Linked DNA regions of Mus musculus: all the other regions are linked to region 4. Evidence: chromatin contacts called from public ChIA-PET and promoter capture Hi-C data. All regions are on one chromosome and are shown on one strand. The core of a region is the stretch at or near the end of the contact, and the rest is flanking DNA. Distances in the headings are between cores, read along the strand shown. Region 1 has its middle 41 kb from the start of Gm14569. Region 2 holds the start of Nkrf (NF-kappaB repressing factor). Region 3 holds the start of Septin6 (septin 6). Region 4 holds the start of Slc25a43 (solute carrier family 25, member 43).

Region 1 (2,700 bases), core at 56-2,555, 210 kb before region 4:
AAAAATCCCAGTACAGTTTGCTTCCTTTCTTTCATCCACCTAGTGAGTAGGATCTCCTAGGCCTTCTTTGCCCATGATGTACATTTTTACTTCAATTTCACCTTGATATAAACCAAACAAGAGGGGGGATGGCTAGAGTCTGGTGGCCCTTTCCAGTCCTACCCAGGGATGGTTATCAATGTACCAACATCCCAGGCACACCTGAGTGTACACCAGTGAATCTGTACTTATGATTTGCATGCTATTTCTCCTCTCTTTCAAGGCCTACTTCAGTATTGAGTTTCCATCAAATGGAGAAAAGGGGGCTTCAAGCCCACTCCTAGTTTATTCTCCTATTAAGTTCATAATAAATTTTGTTTATTTCTTTAACTACAGTTTCTGTCAAGAAGTTCATGAAGAGATTTTTAACCAGTCCCATCCTTTAAGAGATGCCTCCTGAAAGCTAACCAGTCAACAGTATCACAAGGAGAAAACTATGGTCTGCTTCTTAAAAAAAAAAAAAGTTGCTGTTTTGTGATCCTGGGAATTGAGTTTAAGACCTGATGCCTGCTCAGCCAGAGCTCTATCCCTCTTTATGTTTTGTTTTGAGATAGAGTCCCACTAGTTTGCCTAGGCTACCTTGGAGTTCACAATTGTCCTACCTCAGCCTGCAGAGGAGTTGGGATCACAAGCCTGAGCCAGCAGCCTTGGCTGTTATCTGCACCTACACCCATGCCTCCGCCTTTATTAATAAGGAGCTAGCTAAACAAACAAGACTGCAAGAAAGCTCCAGAATTCTTGGTCTTAAAACAAAAAAAAAAATCATTACAGGGGGCTGGAGAGATGACTCAGTTGATGAGTTGATTCATATTTTTATTTTATAACCATTAATGCTGAGAACAGGACTTTGCATATATACATATTTAAATGCTAAAAATTGAAAGAAGACTGTTTCGGGCCATTTTAGAAGCTATTTGAACCACTCTTATCTATAACCATATCATGCTGATCTCAAGAGCTGTTGCAAATTCTGTCCTATCTCGAGCCCAAATTCACTTAATATGATTAGTTCATAAAACTCAAGTCTGCAATTCAAAAGCAATTAAAAGTCAAGCACTATAATACATATTAAAAAGCCTTTAATAACCACAATTAAACCATTATACTTCTACAACACCAGAAAACTTTATATATACAGTAAAAAAAAAAAAACACTGTAATTTACAGCATACCATATAGCCTTTAATCTGAGCCCAAGTGTTTCACAGTGGACTAGTTAGTATTGTCTGGTATGCACACACGCACAGTGCAAAGTGCACATGTGTGTCCAGAAAGAAATTATGCAATACAGTCACAAGACGAATGTGGGGAGGTGCTGCCACAGCCTCAGGTTGGGAGACAAATCTGAGGAACAGTTGGGGAAAGAAGAGCCTGACGCTGCCAATCTAAAAACCAGGAGGCTTGCTTGGTTCAAGCAGAAAAGTACACAGGGAAACATACTCGTGTCCTTGGTAGCTAAGGAACAGACTTTATCACCAGAGAGAAGAGTTGTAGATTTTGGCAGTCCTGAGCCTGGTGTAAGCAGATGGATCAACCTCTGGAAGCCTATAGAGTCTAAGAACCCTGAAATTCTAGCAGAATCCATGGCGTCTTCACCTGGATCCCTCATGCAGGGTGATCAGTTCTTAGGTGGTCTGGAAAGGCAAGGTAAGTGTTCCACCTGTACTGATCTCAGTACTGTCAATAAACTTGTAAACCCTTCTTCAGCTAGCAGTGGTTGCTACAACCCTTCAATACAGTTAATGCTCTGGGGACCCCCCCCCAACCACAAAATTATTTTCATTACTACTTAAATTATATAACTATAATTTTGCTACTGTTAGGAATAGTAACATAAATATCTGATATGCAGCATATTTGATATTCAACACCTGTGAAAAGGTCGTTTGACACCCCCCACCCCCGAAAGGGGGTCACAGCTCACAGATTGAGAACCACTGCTAACTGCTGGCTGATAGAACCTAAGGCATATTGTCTGGGGGAATCTGGGAGGGGTGAGCAAACCTGCCCAGCCCGAAGATTGCAAAACTGAGTGTGGCCACCAGAGGTCCCTAGTACACAAGAAAGGGAAGCTACTGAAATGGAGACATTCCAGTCATCCTAAATTTGTGCGAGCTGGGCTCAATGATTATCAGCAGCAAAAGAAAGCCAAAATTCCACAATTCTGTCTGACCTTATCCCCCATTTATATCATGCACATCAGTGTTTCATCTTTGATTTTGTTTTTTTCCCCCTTGTGTTTTTATTTTTGGCCACATTTTACCAGCTTTTTGTTTTATTTTGTTTGTTTTATTATAGTTGTAAAACATGAAAGGAGAGAATCTCTAAATACAGAGTGTGGGGAGGCCCTATTATCACAAGATTTTTTTCTGGCAAATCTAATGGAATAATAAAGAACATTTTTATCAAAATAAAAGTTGGAGGGACATCTCTAGCCCCCCTCATTTAATTCTCAAATTAAACACACACACCATAGTGAGAAATATACAGTGAATAAAATGTCCTAAATGTGAAAACTAAAACTAACAGTAAACAAATAGTTTCAAAGGCCTCCAAAAGTTCCTTATGGAACTGAATTGTGTCATCAATATTAAGAGCTCCTGATGCAATTTGTGTGGAACACTCTAGAAATTACACAAGCTGGATTAAATGTTCCAAGAG
Region 2 (2,700 bases), core at 100-2,599, 160 kb after region 4:
CTGCGGCTCAAAGACCCGACACATACCGCCTCCCCAGGAGAAGATGATAAGACCTGGCTGGGGGGCTGCAAGGAGAGGGGGTTGCTTTATTTCATGGAGGTAGAAGAAGAGAGTGGTCTGGAGACTAGGATTAGAACTGCGGAGTTCCTTGTCTTCCCCTCGGAAGCTCCATCAAATAGCCTCTGCAGATGTCGCATCCTTGGAAGCCCCTATGCGGGTCTGAGGTTCTGCTCTTTATCACCAATCGCAACGACTACCTCTCAATGACCCTCTTCCAGGATCTACTTTATCTCCATCTCTGGTCCTGGAGGGGCATCTCTGTGCCCTCATGGGCTGTCATGTCATCGCCTGCAACCGCGATCGCCCACCCCACCCCGCAACGACTAGTGAAGCGTCTCCATGTCCTCTAGCAAAATTTCAAATCTTAAGCCTCCAAGCCATAATCCGCATCCTGCCCCGGTTCCCATCTGGACCACCTTTACTGACTCTCTCCTTGCCTTGGTCTGTCCATAACCCAAACTCCACCATCCGTCATCTGTTCTTCACCTCCATCACTCAGCCGACCCGCATCACCCATCTCCCACCCTGTCCCTAACTCAACCTCCCAACACCATCCTCACCTGCAGCCCAGGAAAACGTGGTTTGTCCAGGCGGCGGAGAGCGCGAGGAGCTGGTCCAGGGCAGCCCCGGGATAGCTGTGCAGGTGCCGGCAGATGAAGCTCCGCCGCAGAGCCCACTGCCAGTCACTTTCGTGGCTATAGCGCCACTGCTCCAGCACTGGCTCAGGCGGGGGCGGCGGGAGGGGCGGCAGCGGCGGCGGCGGGAGGGGGGGCAGCGGCGGCGGCGACAGGAAGTCGCCCCCCAGCAACAGACGTCCTCCAGCCATCTTCTCTGCTTCAGAGTGGGGACGGCCCCCGGGGACGATGCCTACCAACTGGCCGGGGGCAAGCGAGGCGGCTGGGGTTGGGGGGGGGCAACCTGTGTGTGAGGGACGCTCAGGGCTGAGACTGGGGGGGCTGGGGGTATGTGCCTGGGGGGGGCGGGGGCTACGCTTACAGAGAAACGGGGATGGGGGGTCAATGGTCGTTGTCGCCACGCCAGCCGCACGGCTCCAACTAATGTGGGGACGTGAGGGCTTCCTTATATATGGGGCACACTAGGCAGCGGACTTGGGCCCTGCCACACAGCACCTCTGCGGACCCTGGGACCCACACACTGAGAGAGTAGCGGCAAGAATAAAAAAAAAAAATAAAAAGAAGAAGAAAAGAAGGAGGAGAAGCACCAGCACGCTGCGCTCCCCGGCTCGGGTCTCTCACCCTACCTCCCCGCGTGCCACCCTGAGGTTGTGAGGCCACAGCGCATGAGCCGCAACCGGTCTCCAACTTCAAAGTCCCGCGCGAAATCTCGCGCGATGGGCATTTTTCCCTTCCTCTGACGTCACTCTTCATTGACGCACTCTGCTGACTGGCAGAAGGGCGGAGACTCCTGGTAGGGGACTCTCGGGGCTTCAGTGGGGTTCTAGAATTTGATGATTCCGTTAAGTCCCTGGAAGGTGCCCTCAGGTGATTAGTTGGCTGTGATGCCTGGCATTATGCTCTAGCTGTGTCCTTGGAAAGGGGTTTGGGTTTCAAGGGGATGTGGCATGTTTTTTTTCTGTTAGCTCTGAGATGCCTCTTCAGAGAATAGCTTGAAAAAAAAAAACAATGCGTCTTTCAGCATCAGCTTTGGAGTTGCTTGTGAAAGTGTGGTTGAAAAGGCGACATTTGCAAAGAAAATAACAGCAACACTTCTCTAGCTGACCCTCTTACATTTTTCTGATCATGGTTACAGACAATTCTGTATTGTCTGTCGAGTCAAAACACACACACACACACACACACACACACACACACACGGCACATGGTTTTGTTTTTCAACTGCAGCCCAGGCTACCTTCCAACTCACAGTACAACTAAGAGTGATCGTGAACGTCTGTCTTACTGCCTGAACCTTCCAAGTGTTGAGATTACAAAGCGTATCATCATGTATTTTTATTTCAGTTTACTAAAGACCCAAAAGACTAGTTAATAGCCGCTGGGCAGAATAATGGACAAATCATTATACAGATGGCAACCATGGTAATGAGAATGAACCCCGCATAGATTTAACACTTACACTAGCAGTATTACCCTCAACTTTAACGAAAAAGGGAGGCTAGCTTCGAACTTAGCCTGGCCTCTTGGATACTTGGAATACAGATTCTGATCTATGCTCAACTTGCGGATTGACAAGAATAACAAATGTAGCTTCTAATTTGTGTTTATGTGTGTCTGTGGGAGTAAGGGAGGACAGATGCTAGGAAAACAGGAAGGGATGCATGAGAGGGAGAGAATTACTTCACTGGAAAAATTGCCCTACAATTAAATCTCAATAACAGTATCTATGCTTTATTAAAAATACCAAAACTCATTATTGAATGGGTCCACACCTAATTATTACGAAAAGCTGTAAATTCTTAATTATGTTTTCTTGAGAACTGCTGTTCAAATTTCCTTCTAGGTGTATATCCACTGCTGATTAATGTTGTAGCGTATATTATATTCTGGTTTTGCACATTTCTACACATGTAACTATTTCCACTCAATGGTGTCATTTTAATTTAGGTCTTGACATCTTTCACAAGTTAGCACTGCGTCTTTTAAATCTTCTAATAAAAAATTG
Region 3 (2,700 bases), core at 136-2,635, 250 kb after region 4:
AACAAACAAACATGGAACCTCGGGTTCCTGGGTATGATTTCTCTGCACATCCCAGGCTGGAAAACTTTAGTTTTTTAAGATGATTTTTTTTTTCCTCCAGAGTTGATCGCTACCGAAAGAGAGAACACTGCTTCTGCAAGTCTCACACTGTTCTCGTTGGTCTCTACAGAAAGATGTTAGCGCCACAGGTTTTAGCATATAAACCCATGTACACTGAACCCAAGACCGACGCTCAGGGAACCGTCCAGGAACGTGCCAAAATACCCAACCAGCCACCTACAGGCTGGGATAAACTGCATCCCTCCCTCCCTTCCACAGATACACAAATGGGACCCCGTGGGACACAGCACAAGTGGACACAGCATTGGAACACAGGGACACACACCGTAGAGGTGAGCACACAGAAACAGGCCAACTCATTTAGGGTCACATAACCCTGCCACGGGGAAGGCAGGAGGGCGCGCATGCACATATATGCGCACACGCTGATACCCATACAGACGCAGTCACGTATATAATGCATATGGAGAAACCCTACTCCAGCTAGTCACCTCCCCGCCCCCCTCACCACACTCTGCCTTAGGTCCCGGGCTACCCCCCAGCTCCGCGCCCCTCTATCTGAGCAAGCTGGAGTCCCAGCAGGCAGCTGTGGCAGGGGCGCTCCCAAGCTAAGAGGACAGGGGCCCCGGAGGGCTCCAGACCCATGCTGCCATTCATTCGGCAACGCCCCAGCGGCGGGGCCGCAGCTGCAGCAAGGGAGGCGGAGGCGCTCACTGCAGCTCTCTCCGGCGATGCAAGTTCAGCTGCCCGCCAGTATGCTTCTCCAACCCTCCCGCCCCCCCACCCTCCCGCCAACACAGGTCTCCAGGACATGCTGCGGGGAGAGTAGACTGAGCCGCTGACCCCAGGAGCAAAAAGTCCCGCCTTGCCTCTTTGCTCCTGGATGCTACCCCATTGCCCTCCTCGTGGTAGTGGTGGTAGTCGAGCCGCAACCAAGTCTGCTCGGCCGTCCCCAGCCCCACACCCTCAACCCCTAGCCCGGGGACTGGTATCCAAGCCCTACACTCACCACCTGGCGAGCTATATCGGCCGCTGCCATCGCTCCTTGGTCCGCCAGGGCTGCTTCGGGTGCCTCCGCAACGGGAGCTGCTGCACAGGAAACAGAAGAGCTCCTCCGACAAAGAGAAAGTGTTACACTTCGGGCGCGACCAAGTCTGGTGGAGGGAGGTGCCAGGGAGGGGCCCCCTCACCGCTGCTCCAACCCCAACCTCTCCTCTATCACCCACCCCCTCAGAGTAGGTGTGGGGAGGGGACGGATTGGCCGCGCTGCCTTCCCCTAGGGCGAGCCCAGTTCCAGTTCTCTCTGCAACCCGAGTCTCGGCCTCTGTGAAGGGGGCGGGGGCTCCCCTCGGTGACCACGTCCTCCGCCCCCCCCCCTCCCTGCCGCTACTGGGCTCCGTGGTACGTCCCGACCTCTGCTGAATTGTCACACACACACACACACACACACACACACACACACACACACACACCCTGTTTTCCTTTACATCCCTGAGCCCCCAGACCTGAGGCTGGAAGGGTGTCCTGGCTCCTCCCCCTCCTACTCTTTGCTCCTAGGCTGAGATCTGCAGTCCGCTTTCTTTTCCCAGCCCCCATAACCTCTTGTGCTCCCAACTGAGAACCCTGGGTGCCTGGGTGGGAGCATTGGTCTCTGGAGTGTCAGTGCTTTCCCGTAGTCTACCCTAACTAATCCTGTTATCTCCTTGGGTTGGGGAGGGGCGGTGGCAGGACAGGGGTTGCAGCACCTGCAGCGCCACCACATTACAGCTTAGAAATGGAGCATTAACTGGGGAGCTGCAGTGCAGCCCCACAACTGAGCTGGGACTTGTGGAGGACATCGCTCCTGTCCTGAGGTGCAGTAGGAGCCCAGCTCTCCACTACTGTACCAAATAGAAACTGACGTCACTGGTCCCACTCTGGTCCCTCCTCTCAGTATGAACAGGGCGAACAGGGATGCAGAACATCCCACCTTTTAGGTTAGAAGCCAGAAGGGAGTCTAAGAATGGGAACTGAAGGTCTCTAGCTCTGTTGAGGCAGATGCAGATACAGGAGGGGTAATCATTCTGTCCAGTTCCAATCGTTCCTCAATACTTATTCATCCCAGGACCATATGGCTGACCTGGGACAGCTCATAACATCCAAAGGCTAGAAAGATGCCTGCCTGCTCTCCTTTTCCTCCCAGACAACTGCCATTGGTGGCCCTCTTCCTGGCATGCTTCCCACCTCCCTAGCCTTGGAGTCCACCCCTCTCCTCTTCTCTCTCTCTCTGTCTTGGGATTGGCTTTTTTGTTGGCTCCGTATGATTGATGAACTTGGTGAGATATGGTTTCTCAAAGGCCCAGGAGGCCCCCACTTCAGAACGATAGGATCTTAGGTCTCTCTCCTGAGGAGGGGACAGCAGAAAACAAGAAAGAACCAGGGAGAGGGATCTCACACAAAGACCAGGCCTAGAAAGTATAGGGAGAGCAGAAGCAGGGAACCAAAGTGTCTACAATAGAACTGCCCTGGTCCTGCACTGCACCCAGCAGTGAATGCTTCTCGTGTTCTCTCGGGGACTCTTCAAGTAACCTCTACATCCTGAGCACAAGGACTCTCTGAAACGTGTCCCCAGTGCTGAAAGCAGGATCCCATTAAGTGATC
Region 4 (2,700 bases), core at 19-2,518:
CAAGTTCTCTTACCAAACCTGGAGTTCACTATTTCAGAAAGACATGGACCACTGTGCCCAACTATTACATGGATGCTAGAGGTCCTCTTGCTTGCCTATCAAGCACATTACCTACTGAGCCATCTCCCCCATTTTTTCAGTAGTGAGATGAGCCACCAAGAACCTGAAATTGCTGGGACATGTGTTCTGATATCATATTGTATCCCATGAAAATGTACAATTAGTGTGTGCCAGATTGGATGGATGTGCTTAGCTTGAAAAGGTTCCATTAGCAACATGAGAATCAATATAGAAAATAAGATGCAAATTTGGGATGTCTTATGCTAACAGTGCGTTTGCTAGCTGTCTCTTTCCTTGTAATTATCATTGTTGAGCCCTTTAAAAAAAACAGAAATAAAATTGGAAAGTTGTTAATATTTTTAAATCCTTCTTAGATTCTGGCAAAGCCACAGTTATCACCTTTTTACCTATATTGTCCTAACCCTTACCTAACAGAATCACTGAATGTATGTACTACTGCCACTATGCAATCCTTGGGTGTGGCCCTTATTAGGTCTAACATTGACCTACATAGGAACCCCGATTCTGCGAGGTAGTGAACACTCAGGCTTGAGCAAGTGTCTCCGTGTCTTAGTTTCCTCTTCTCTACGGCAGCAGCTAGTCATACCCTCATAAGCACCACATACAGACTGGTTACTTCTTCCAGCCACTATTCATTTCATCTTTATAAATTAAATTTTCATTTATTAAATTTTCATTTAATCCTCGAAAGTACCATCTTCATAGTACAGGTGAAGCAACTGGGACACAAAGTGAGCAATCGACTTCCCTACCCTCCTATGACATGTCATCTGCAGAGCTAAGGATTCTAAGGCAGGTAAGGTTCCAAAGCCTTAAGCACACCTATAGTCTCTGAAAAGGAGGCTCTAACAAGTTGTCTACTAGGTAGCAGCAGGTTGTTATTCAAGGTCTGTCTTTTCTGCACTCTGGATTTAAAATAAAAGAAGCCTATGGAAGAGAAGATAGACAGGCGAAGGGGGATGACATAGAATGTGAAAAGGGACCCAGAAGAAGCAAAGTACCTAAGGGAATACCTAAGAAAAACGTGATGCTGGCTAGGCCCAGAAAGAACAGGAAATGGAAGCCTCGGTCTTGCCTATTGCATTGCAAACACACACTAACTGAGCATGCCTCAGATACCTGAGAGAGTCGCCTTTGATCCCACCCTATCCCTGAGGCGCTGCTCGGGTGTGAGCCTGACTTCCCCAGTTCATCTCCCAAGTCCGCCCCACGCCGGGCGGGGCCTGGCCGGACTGCTCTAACTGCCCCCGCGAGCCCAGGGCACCAGCCACGAGGTGGCCGGCACGGGCCTGGGTCAGGATGGCTACGTGGAGACGGGATGGCCGGTTAACCGGCAGCCAGCGGCTCCTGTGTGCGGGGCTGGCCGGGGCGTTCAGCCTCAGCCTCACCGCGCCCCTGGAGCTTGCCACTGTGCTGGCCCAAGTCGGCAAGGTGCAAAGCCACTCCCTGGGGCTGTGGGCCACCGGACGCCGGGTGTGGCTGTCCGAGGGGCCAAGGGCCCTGTGGAAAGGGAATGGCGTGGCCTGCCTGCGCCTCTTCCCCTGCAGCATGGTACAGCTGGCCGCCTACCGAAAGTAAGAGCCCGGTGGGAGGGGTCGGGAGATCGGACTGGAATGGCAAAGCTGCCACCCTGATGAATCCTAAGAAGTCTCAGTTTCCCTTCCTCTGTAAAACCGGATGGGAGTCGGGTGGGGGTGGAGGCTGGCCTTGGGAGGGGGCTACAAGGCCATATGTGTGGCCCCTAGGGTACAGTAGCAGTTTTTCACATGCTCTTGAGATTCTTGCCCTGTGAACTGCAGTTTTGTGACCTCTTGAGTCTTTCTGGGAGGAGGCAGAATTAGCAAATGATATCTGGGGGTAAAGAAACAAAAAGGCTTCCCATGGCGATAAGGTCTATCCATTCCCAACGTCTAGTAACTTGAAAATGTTTGCTTTTCTGGCTTAGGAGAGAACGCTCTCTTTTTTTTGTTTGTTTTTTTTGTTTGTTTGTTTGTTTGTTTCTTGAGACAGGGTTTCTCTGTATAGCTCTGGCTATCCTGAAACTCACTCTGTAGACCAGGCTGGCCTCGAACTCAGAAATCCGCCTGCCTCTGCCTCCGGAGTGCTGGGATTAAAGGCGTGCGCCACCACGCCCGGCAGGAGAGAACACTCTTGATGGTGTGTAAAAAGTGAGACCAGTGTCCTAAGGAGTAAGTGGGTAGTACAGGAAGAAGGACCAGTCTCTTGCCTCAAAAAGAGTTCTGTCCACCATCCCCATCTCCAATCTCAGCCTAACTTGGCTTTAGGATCCAACAGGGTCTGCAGCATCCTTTCTCCAGCAGGGACTTGTCTCCTCAGCCTAATGTTTCCCCCACTCCCAGCTGCCATCCTGCGGCGGCGGTTTCTCACCTTCTCCCACATCAACCACTGCTGCGAGAATAAGAGCTAAAGATGCAAGGGAGTGACCTTAAAAAGAGCTCAAGGATGTTTGCATGGGAGCTAGAAAGGAAGCCTAAAAAAGGAAGTCAGTGATGACGGCTCTGAGGGGAGGGTCTGTTTCCCTATTGGGGACGATGGTCTGTAAGTTCCTCATTCGCTAGGCACAGGGCCAGCTCTAAAGACTGGCCTTAGCTCTGAATT

Evidence for each region. Promoter capture Hi-C pulls out the DNA fragments that hold promoters and counts their contacts. ChIA-PET counts read pairs in DNA pulled down with a chosen protein or histone mark. Capture Hi-C pulls out chosen DNA fragments and counts their contacts.
Region 1: a contact with region 4 is called in a promoter capture Hi-C map of liver, with 4 times the contacts expected there. The contact joins the enhancer-like site here to the promoter of Slc25a43 in region 4. A contact is called at or near these places in 5 of 39 promoter capture datasets (the 3T3-L1 cell line, HPC-7-derived erythroid cells, hippocampal neurons and 1 more) and 3 of 484 Hi-C or Micro-C datasets (liver and ventricular fibroblasts).
Region 2: a promoter capture Hi-C map of adipose tissue shows a contact between it and region 4. The contact joins the promoter of Nkrf here to the promoter of Slc25a43 in region 4. A contact is called at or near these places in 6 of 39 promoter capture datasets (the C10 cell line, embryonic stem cells, hematopoietic stem and progenitor cells and 3 more), 18 of 484 Hi-C or Micro-C datasets (B cells, the Ba/F3 cell line, CD8 T cells and 14 more), 6 of 115 datasets of contacts at active chromatin or transcription factors (bone marrow-derived dendritic cells, embryonic stem cells and microglia) and 3 of 9 other capture datasets (adipose tissue, liver and pancreatic islet).
Region 3: an RNA polymerase II ChIA-PET map of memory CD8 T cells shows a contact between it and region 4, with 8 read pairs. The contact joins the promoter of Septin6 here to the promoter of Slc25a43 in region 4. A contact is called at or near these places in 2 of 39 promoter capture datasets (embryonic stem cells and liver), 1 of 115 datasets of contacts at active chromatin or transcription factors (memory CD8 T cells) and 1 of 9 other capture datasets (liver).

Annotation. Positions count from the first base shown.
Region 1 is chrX:36,532,651-36,535,350 of GRCm38.p6, forward strand. No RefSeq gene overlaps it. Among named protein-coding and RNA genes, the nearest start is that of Gm14569, 41 kb to the left of the region's middle. Within about 2 kb of position 1,306, at least 3 of the 459 cell types and tissues checked have an H3K27ac peak or open chromatin away from gene starts, as enhancers often do. A contact at or near this core is called in liver, where this site is marked.
Region 2 is chrX:36,902,116-36,904,815 of GRCm38.p6, forward strand. Nkrf (NF-kappaB repressing factor) reads right to left here and starts at 1,350. Exons shown (of 3, transcript NM_029891.3): 1 at 621-1,350. The coding sequence starts at 886.
Region 3 is chrX:36,988,310-36,991,009 of GRCm38.p6, forward strand. Septin6 (septin 6) reads right to left here and starts at 1,386. Exons shown (of 10, transcript NM_019942.5): 1 at 1,070-1,386. The coding sequence starts at 1,099.
Region 4 is chrX:36,742,364-36,745,063 of GRCm38.p6, forward strand. Slc25a43 (solute carrier family 25, member 43) reads left to right here and starts at 1,269. Exons shown (of 5, transcript NM_001085497.2): 1 at 1,269-1,655. The coding sequence starts at 1,381.